Regions from separate parts of the Danio rerio genome. Here region 1 is linked to region 2. Evidence: chromatin contacts called from public Micro-C data. All regions are on one chromosome and are shown on one strand. Each heading gives the region's core, a stretch centred on a gene start, on an enhancer-like site or on the middle of the called end of the contact. The rest is flanking DNA. Distances are from core to core; before and after follow the strand shown.

What was found. A called contact is a pair of places that touch in the nucleus more often than the background predicts.
Region 1: a Micro-C map of caudal fin shows a contact between it and region 2, with 4 times the contacts expected there. The contact joins the promoter of dtx2 here to the promoter of clip2 in region 2. A contact is called at or near these places in 2 of 18 Hi-C or Micro-C datasets (caudal fin and an unstated tissue) and 1 of 4 datasets of contacts at active chromatin or transcription factors (embryo).

The regions. Positions count from the first base shown.
Region 1 is chr5:65,408,278-65,413,186 of GRCz12tu, reverse strand. dtx2 (deltex 2, E3 ubiquitin ligase) reads right to left here and starts at 3,207. Exons shown (of 8, transcript NM_001127307.2): 1 at 2,430-3,207. The coding sequence starts at 2,751.
Region 2 is chr5:65,251,298-65,255,777 of GRCz12tu, reverse strand. It overlaps clip2 (CAP-GLY domain containing linker protein 2), which reads right to left and starts at 2,969. Exons shown (of 16, transcript XM_073951531.1): 1 at 2,762-2,969.

The sequences.
Region 1 (4,909 bases), core at 1,958-4,457, 160 kb before region 2:
AAAATCAAAGTCCCATAATGCAATTTAAAAGCACAAATAATCATAAAATATGGAAAACTGCTAATTTACGGATATTTTACCAGTGAATCCCATTCAGCAATTAATCGCAACAAGAAAATGTGATAACAAGATCATCACAGTAATTAGCAAAAGATCTTCATCATTCCAAAAGATATTTACACATTTTTCAACTTATAACAAAGTGCATCTTTTCTAAAAACAAATGTGAGAAAGAGCTGTTATTTCACAAATGGAGTACGCTGTGCATCCTGTCGGAATCTGTTAGCTTGTTTCCTGAGATTTGTCACCTCTTTCCTGTTCTTTTCCATAGAGACCACAGGTGTCAGAAGTCATTTAAACACCCACCAAAACAAGTCTAATCTCCAGCTAACAGACAAAATGCTATCTTTTTTAAAACTTTGCATCCATCTATATGAGTATATATAAAGCCTATGTGTCATACTGCAGCACACTACACTGCTTTTCCCAGCAGCTTTGATGACCTGTTATCAAGGATAAAGCATAAATACCATACATTTAGAGCAAGTGAATTAATCAGTTTCAGCCAAGATTCACACAGGGCTTCTTTCACTCTGTGGATTTTACAGACTCTTCCTTGACAACACATTTACTTAATCCAAATGAGCAAAAAGCACATTTCCCTAACACTCTCTTAAAGTGCTGTGGCAGTACTAGACAGTAATAACTTCACATATCGTAGTATAACAGTCCAAGACAAGTAAAAATGTATATATTAATATAATTTAATGTTACATTCAAAAAATATTTTGTTTTGCTCGTTTAACTACTTATTTAAAATGAGCTGAAACAACATAATTCTTGAGAGTTCATTCGGACAACTTAATTTTTTTTATGTTCGATCCACATTAATTTGTTAAAAGTGTTAAATTAATTAATCGATTTGTGTTGGAACAACATGACTGAATTATGTGGAACCCGGCATTTTTTACAGTGTATGAAAGAGGTCTCTCTCTACTGCAAAGTTTAAATTATTTTTCTTTGTTTACATTATTAAAAAGTCATTTTTTTATGCAACACCTTGCAAAGCAATTCTGTTTAATAGATGCATAATAGATGTCTAATAGATCCATCTTGGCTAAATAGGCTGTCAGTGAACATCTAATAGACGTCTAAGAACAGCCCAAAACTAGACTAGTGCTCAAATACACCGATTAGACAGACTCCACACGTGTGCAGTCATTCATTCCTGTGGTTTTGATAACTAGTTTAGGGCCATTCTTAGAGGTCTATTAGATTTTCACTGACAAACCACGTTTGGCAATGTTTTATCTAGCCTTAGATGTCTATTAGACATCTATTAGATCTCATTTTAAACAAAAAGAAAATGCTTGCCATACGTAAAACATGGATATTCACTTTCACACAATTGTTTTGTAATTCATCACCTGAAGTGATGCTTTCATTTGCCTAAAATATTATAAAATATGTTGATTAAAGGGATCGTTCACCCAAAAATGAAAACTAAAATTATAAAACACTATTTGATTAATCTATATATTCGATTAGTCATCAAATATGCAGATTAAACAGATCATTAGTCATTCATTTCTGTTTATTTGATGACTAGTCGAATGTTGGCCGATTCTTAAATGTCTATTAGATTTTCACTGACAGGCCAAATTTAGCCTTGTTTTAGCTATCCACATTTCCTGCTGGGTTTCGTGTAATTTCAGGTGTTTCATTTTTAAGTTGTCGACTTTTACTGCAGTTTGGTACTTTCACTTTCATTCTGGAACATTTCATGCATGCGCCCCATGACAAATAAGAAATTGCATGCGAGTATGAACTGCTAGAAGAGTGTTGTTTTAATGTAATATGATGAGGGAAAATAAACCTCCGCATTTTGTGATGCAGGTGTCTGTGGTCCTTCATTGACTCGAGAGATGCAAAGAATAGTGTTTGTACAGCCATATAGACTATCCTGTCGCAAATTTCACTGAAAGTCCTACATGTTTATATATCTGTACTACATTTCAATAATGCGACTAAATGTCTTAATTTGATTTCTGTTTAGTAAGATTAAGACCTTAATCAAATTAAATTAATCATAAATCTCTGTTTACATGGTAGACAATGCTTTATCAGAGCATTATTGGTGTCCATATTAACACACTGAAGAATTTATTATATTCATTTAGCCTCACATTTACTGTTCCAAGATATTTTAAACGTTTCTTAAAGTAAAATATATTCTGTTTGATGGGAATAGTTTGTTAGACATTTAAAATAAAACTGTTTTATAGCATTAACATTAATCACAATACGGCGATATTTGTGTGCAAGGTTTTCATACCATCCGAATCTTATACAGGCCCATGTACAGCTACAAGTTTCATAGTACTTTTTTGCTGTTATTCATCAGTTTGATGTGTTGAGTACAGACTCACCAGTGTCCTGTCTGAACTGTTTGAGGTTGGGGATGTCGATGATGTAGGAGGACAGGCTGGGGTCTGCCTGAGCCAGACAGATGCTGCTCCCGGCGACCGCTGCCCCTCTCTGGTGCTGGAGGCACTGCTCGATGTAGCTGCTCACCTGTCCGGTGTAGGGCCTCCAGAAGCCCAGATCATCCTGCCATTCCCAAACCACCGCCATCGGCTGAGCTTGTCCGGGCACCCCAGACGAGGTGACAGACGAAGTCGACGGCGAAGCGAAAGACGGTCCGTTTCTAGTTCCACTCCCTCCGGAAGGGAAACTGGAGCCTGTTGCCATTGTGTCTGCTAAGAAATGACCCCAACCGATCCTAAAATAAGCCGGAGTTAAGCAGTGGGGCTGCCTGGCCCAGCTAACAACAACACCACCACCCTTTCAGTTTCACTCGTTTTCCACCCAGCTAACCCGCAGTATCCTATAAGAGATCGCTCGATGTCGTTAAAACTGTGTTTAATTCAGGAGTGAACATTTATTTATCCGCAGATTTGAAGGTAATCCCACTGATGTCGCATCTTCTTTGCTCGGCTGCTGGAGTCGCAGCTTCAGACTAGCCGCGTCTCGCTCTTCTCTTCGCCATTCAGTGCGATGCTGCTCGGCTACCGGGCTCATTAATCGGATTCATGTAAAATAACAGTTTCTGTTAGGTCGGCAGGCGGCTAATGCTGCATGGTCGTGATTTAAAACTCGCCGCTCGGCATGGTTTTTAAAAGTACGCAGTGGTTTGTGACACACTTCCTCTGCTGCGGTGTGTGTTTGTGTCGCTGCTGGTGGATTCCCATAGATACACACTGTGAAGGCAGACACAAACAGCACCCGTCTTGTTGTCGGTATGTTTACATTTTAAATTGTTCAAATATAAAAGCAATGTCGATTTTTTTAAATGACTACTGTCTATTCTTTGTTTATGCTTTGCTATGGTTAACTTCAAAATTTGAATGCTTATCTTTATATTGCGTACGTTGTCAACGGCAGATGGCTTTTATTTTAAAAGCGTAATACACTGACTAATAACAAAATAAAAGTCACGCTGCGTTTTTCTTTGTAGATGACGTTCATAAGTGATTTATTGTGTTACAACCACTGATCTATAATAGAGAAATAATGTTTCTATAAATACATTTTAAATATGGTATTTGTGGTTAAACACAAGAATCCCACTTAAATATCTGTAATACACGAGTTCTCAATTGTACCAAAATATTAGTCAGAATTAATTAATGTGTAATTAAATGTAATTAATGTGTAATAAAACTTTTGTCATGTAAGATCTGAATCCTGAAACTTTAATAGAATTTGTAATTGTGTCAATGGTAATTGTATTGGTTGTAATGGAAACTGCAAATGTTTCCTGTGAGTCTCTTGTTGCCTGTATGCTTTGTTTTTGTGGTATGTTAAAACTAATAAATCTTATTGTAATACGTTTTTTTGCATTACACTGGAAACCATAACAATTTTCATTACAATAGCCTGTGGTTTACAACGTGTTAATTGTAACCTACCACTGTAAATGAAAACTGTAAAGATGAAAATGTGTGATCCTGTCTTCAATCCAGTAGGTGGTGCTAATGCTATCCTGATGTGTCAGGAAAATAATCTCCATTCATCTAAACTCAATCTGAAGTTGTTTCTAAATAACTTTAAAATAATTCTCAGTATACGCGTAAAGCTTCAGTGCATAATTACACACACACGCACACGTTTATGAGGACATTACATGGTCGTAATGTATTATATACTGTAAAAAAAACGATTATTATACACCCTACCCCTAAACCCAACTTCAAATGAAACATGACAAACTTTGTAATGTCAAAAGACCCTGTTAAGTATGACTTTAACCGTTTTGATTTACAAGGACACGTGTAATGTCCTCATTAACCACCACAACATTGTAATGCCTAGGTCATACAAAATTTTGTCCTCATAAACCACCAAAAACCAGCGCACACACACACACACACACACACACTCACTTTAATAAAAATATACTTTTAGTTTAGTATAGCTCTTAGATGACTGTGGTGTACCTTTTTCATACGAAAACTTTATGCATCAGTTCTATTTTCCTGTTCCCCCTAAATAATATGCCATAGTTTTTGGTACAATCCCTGATTGTATTATACCTTTGGTCAAATCTGGCCCTAAAGGTTCTTTAGATTCTTTTATTTTTGACAACACAAATCTTTTTGTTGACAAAACTCTTCTCAGTTCTATGTCTAGCAAAGATATTCGCTTCGTTATTACTAGTTCTCGGATCTCTTTACCTGCTTGCATAGGTTTTTGGAATAATATATTTGATGATGTGGATTGGGAACAGTTTCTTCAGTTTAAAAACAGATTAAAATTTTTTTTTATCTAATAAAGCTGTTGAAGTCTAAATCAAAGTAATTCATAAGTGCTACTAAATAAACATCAAACTTGCTAAATTTAATAATAA
Region 2 (4,480 bases), core at 1,720-4,219:
ATAGAAAACAGGAAAATACCAAAGACACTTTAATATGTCTTGGGTTTTATTAGACTGCACAGATCAGTAACAGAACCTTAACACTCATTTAGTTTGATAAAACAACTGCTTCCTCTCCACATGATCACAACTAGAAGAATCAGAAGTGGTTGGCTGCATAATAAAAGCTCTGCTGCTTTCGTGCCACATCACTTTTTTCTCTCATCAGCAATTGGTTCAGCGCTCTCGTTTTGCTTCGACAGCTTTCAGCCTAAAGGCCCATTATACAGTACTTCAAATTAAATAGAAGAACGAACTGAAATGACGTAATTTTAGAGTTATTTAAGAGTTATTTTAGAGTTTATTTGGGCAGTTCGAAACAGCTAACCAAAGCAAGCTTTTGGGTGAGTTAATTTCCGAGACACCTTTGAGCTACCATTGGTCTGTGGTGATTACGCAATCAGTGGGTGTGTTCTGGAACTCTGTCTTCTTTGATGTGCGGTTGGTTACCCCGAATTGTTTCCACTGGGGTCAGACAGGAAAACAACATCCAAAACAACATTAGCCACATGAATACACTGGATAGTCAAGTAGCAGGGCTGGTACAGATGTATCTGGACATCTACGACCACTCGCAGAGAGATTTTAAAGACTCTGTGGTGTTCACACTGGATGAGAAGCCACCTTCGTCAATCCACATCTTTTCTATCGGTGGCGCCATTTAGTGTTTGTCCACAGCAATTAGGAAACAAGATTTGATGATGCACAATGGCACTTCTTATGGAAAAAAGTTGTTTGCCAGAGTTTAATGAAACGGTTCTTCTCTTCCAGTCACCATTGTTGTTTAGATGAACAGCGTGGTACATTTACAACTCCGCCTATAGTGCGGGGGTGTTCGAAACAATACACGATTATCACTCAGACTTTTCGACTTTTTTTGCCTCCAAACGAAGATTGAAATAGTAAACATAGTATACTCTTCTTCATATTACCTTGAGAATAAGTTTTGAATACTTTAGCTCAGTTCTTTTGTCAGATTATAGGGTGCATTGACACCTCTTACAGGAAACCTGTGCCACGAAAAAGGTCTGCTTTAAACTTTTCCATATTTACTTCATCTCATTCACATCCTTCATTTAATTTTCAACTGGTACAAAGAATGTTTTTAAAAATAAAATTTAATAATAATAATAATTAGTTATTTGATTATTCCGACCTTAGAAATAATTGTTAATCTATTAAAATCTATAATATCTATAATGTATAACAAATTTTTTATTATATTTTTATAAATTGATAAATATTATTTAACAGTCTAATAATTTATGAACATTAAAAAAAATCCAACAACTATAACAATAATAATTAGGTACTATGATTTTGTGACTCGCGACGCAGTGGGGCAGTAGGTAGTGCTGTCGCCTCACAGCAAGAAGGTTGCTGGTTCGAGCCTCAACTGGGTCAGTTGCCATTTCTGTGTGGAGTTTGCATGTTCTCCCTGCATTTGCGTGGGTTTCCCCCGGGTGCTCCGGATTCTCCCACAGTCCAAAGACATGCGGTACAGGTGAATTGGGTAGGCTAAATTGTCCATAGTGTATGTGTGTATGTGAATGAGTGTGTATGGGTTTCCCAGTGATGGGTTGCGGCTGGAAGGCCATCCGCTGCGTAAAACATATGCTGGATAAGTTGGCGGTTCATTCCGCTGTGGCGACCCCAGATTAATAAAGGGACTAAGCCGAAAAGAAAATGAATAAATGAATATTTTGTGACTACGTAAAATAGTAATAAATAATTTATAATCAATTAATTATTATTAGTAGTAGTATTAATAATAAATTAAACAAATAATAAAAATCAATGAATAATAAGAAGGCGACGTGGTAGCTCAGTGGTTAGCACTAGCAAAAAAGTCACTGGTTCAAGTCCTGGCTGGGTCAGTAGGCATTTCTGTGTGGAGTTTGCATGTTCTCTCCGTTTTGGTGTGGGTTTCCTCTGGTTTCCTCCACAGTCCAAAATGTGGTATAAGTAAATTGAAACTAAATTGGCCATAGTGTGTGTGTGTGTTTGAATGTCAGAGTGTATGGGTGTTTCCCAGTACTCGGTTCCAGCTGGAAGGGCATGTGCTGTGGATAAGTTGGCAGTTCATTAGGCTGTGGTGATCCCTGATAAATGAGGAAAGTCGAAGGAAAATAAATGAAAGAATGATTATTTCAATCTTGGAAATAATTGTTAATCAATTCAAATCTATAACTAATTTTAAATGATAAATAATATATATTATTTAATAGACTAAAAAATCCAAAAACTCAAACAAAAACGATTATAATGTAAAGTGTATATTTATATAGCGCATTTATTGTGTATGGCCATACACCCAAAGCGCTTCACAATCATGACCACCACCAATGTGGCGTGTAATTAGCCTAGCTATTATTGTTTGGTGACTCCTTATAATAGTGATAAATTATTTATAATCAATTAATTATTAGTAGTAGTAGTATTAATAAATTAAATATATTTAAATCAGATTAAAATTTGTTTAAAATGGACAGTAAAAAATGTATCAACATAAAAAGTAGCCCTAAATATACAAGTAAATGAATACACTGTAATGACTGAAAACAAAATGAAAATACATTATTATATTAAACATTATTTTACATCAATGTACACAATAAAATTTTAGCAGGCCTACTAAATTTCGTTCTTCAGTTCTTAAGAACCGACTCGCGTGACGACTCAGACTTCATCTGCCTGCAGTTTTGGAGAACAGATTACTAACCTGGAGGAGGAGGCTCTTATCCACGTTAAACAATAATTGATGTTTGCTTTGGCTTCAGAAATAGCGAAACAAGTGGACGCCATGTTGTTTATATACCCTCTACTTTTCTTTACCACTGAACGTTGACTTTTTACAACAACAAAAAATGAAATGAAGGAAGCTTCAGTCAAAACTACCATTTATGGTCATCCCGTGAGCGACCGGAAGCACAGAGAAACAGTCCAGCTGCTGTGGAATTTATGCGTTTCCGGTCATTACCGGCTGAAGGCCAGCTGAGCTGTTCACGACACGGACACAGACAGACATTAAGCTGCTTAAAATGGAAATTATTATCATGTACTCTTTAATTTAAAATTCGTTAACGTTTTCAATCTTGAAGCAAACAAACTTAATACTACAATATACGCTATAACATGAATAGGGAAGAGTGGGGACGGTTGCAACATGGGGTAGCAGTCGCAACAAGACTCATTCCTTCATTCAGGAATGAGTAAGAGCAGGGATGCCCAAACTTTTTAGTGTGAAGGGCCAAAACCAAACATCGTTAAGAGTCGTGGGCCAAAGGTAAATATACCCATATTAAATTAAAGTTGCCTAATTAATGTGATTAATGTAACTTCCTTATTAATTGAATAATATTTCAAAATAAATAGAAAACATTAAATCATATAAACTAATGCAGAATAACTTTTTAAAAGTAGAATTGAATGCAATTAACCATAAACAATCACATTTCTAAAGCAGTGGAGTTCAATGCTGAATACACTAAACGTTGAAACATCCCCGTCTTTCTTCATCAACCTCATTCATCATCCATTGTCAGGTGACAGTATGTACATTTAAACAAAATCTGGTTAATTTATGCCATTTAATTAAAAAAAAAACATTTAACTTCAGTTAGCTTTCAACAATAAAACATTGAAGCATCCCCATCATTCATCCTTTCTTCTCAGATGGGATGGCGGGCCAAATCAAAGGCAGTATGGGCAAACTTTGTCCCTCAGGCCCTAGTTTGTGCATCACTGAGCTACAGCGATGATATTCATACTACATGAAGAGTTTAGATGCAAAAACCTCTAAATAGCGTCTGAAATTTTCTTTTAAACTGGACATTTTTCTAGGCTCCTGAATGTAGGCTTAGTAATAACACTTTTATGTCAAAGAATAAATCCCTTTCATGGTCTTTGAAGGGAAATAACTCAACATAAGCAAAGGAGGCTGAGAAAAATGTTCATTTGCAATGGAAATTTCAGACAGCACTTTTTGCATCTGAACTCTTCACATATTCTCAATTACCCTCATTCTGACTTAGAGAAATCAGCCATATGTGACCATTCCTTTAGTATATAATCATTTTAAACTATTAACTTACATAGTTTAAATCACTGTTTTCAGCTTTGATTATGTATAGCTATCAAGTGTTAAAGCTATTGTATCTCCCCAGTATAGACAGTTTGATTATGGTTGACAGAGTTGAGACAAGTGAAACATGCTGTTGCAACTGTCCCCAATTACAACAGTATTTTGAAGCTTGCCATATTAACAATGTACAATTTTTGTTTTATTAGTTTCAGTGTAATTTAATAAAGAAATTAATTCTTTGATTAATTAAAGTTCAAAGAAGTAGTTTTGTAAAGGTTCTGTCTAGATTTTCAGTAAATAATATTGTTGTTCAGTTTTTTTAGGCCTGATGTATAGTTGGTTGTTGCTTGTTCTTTT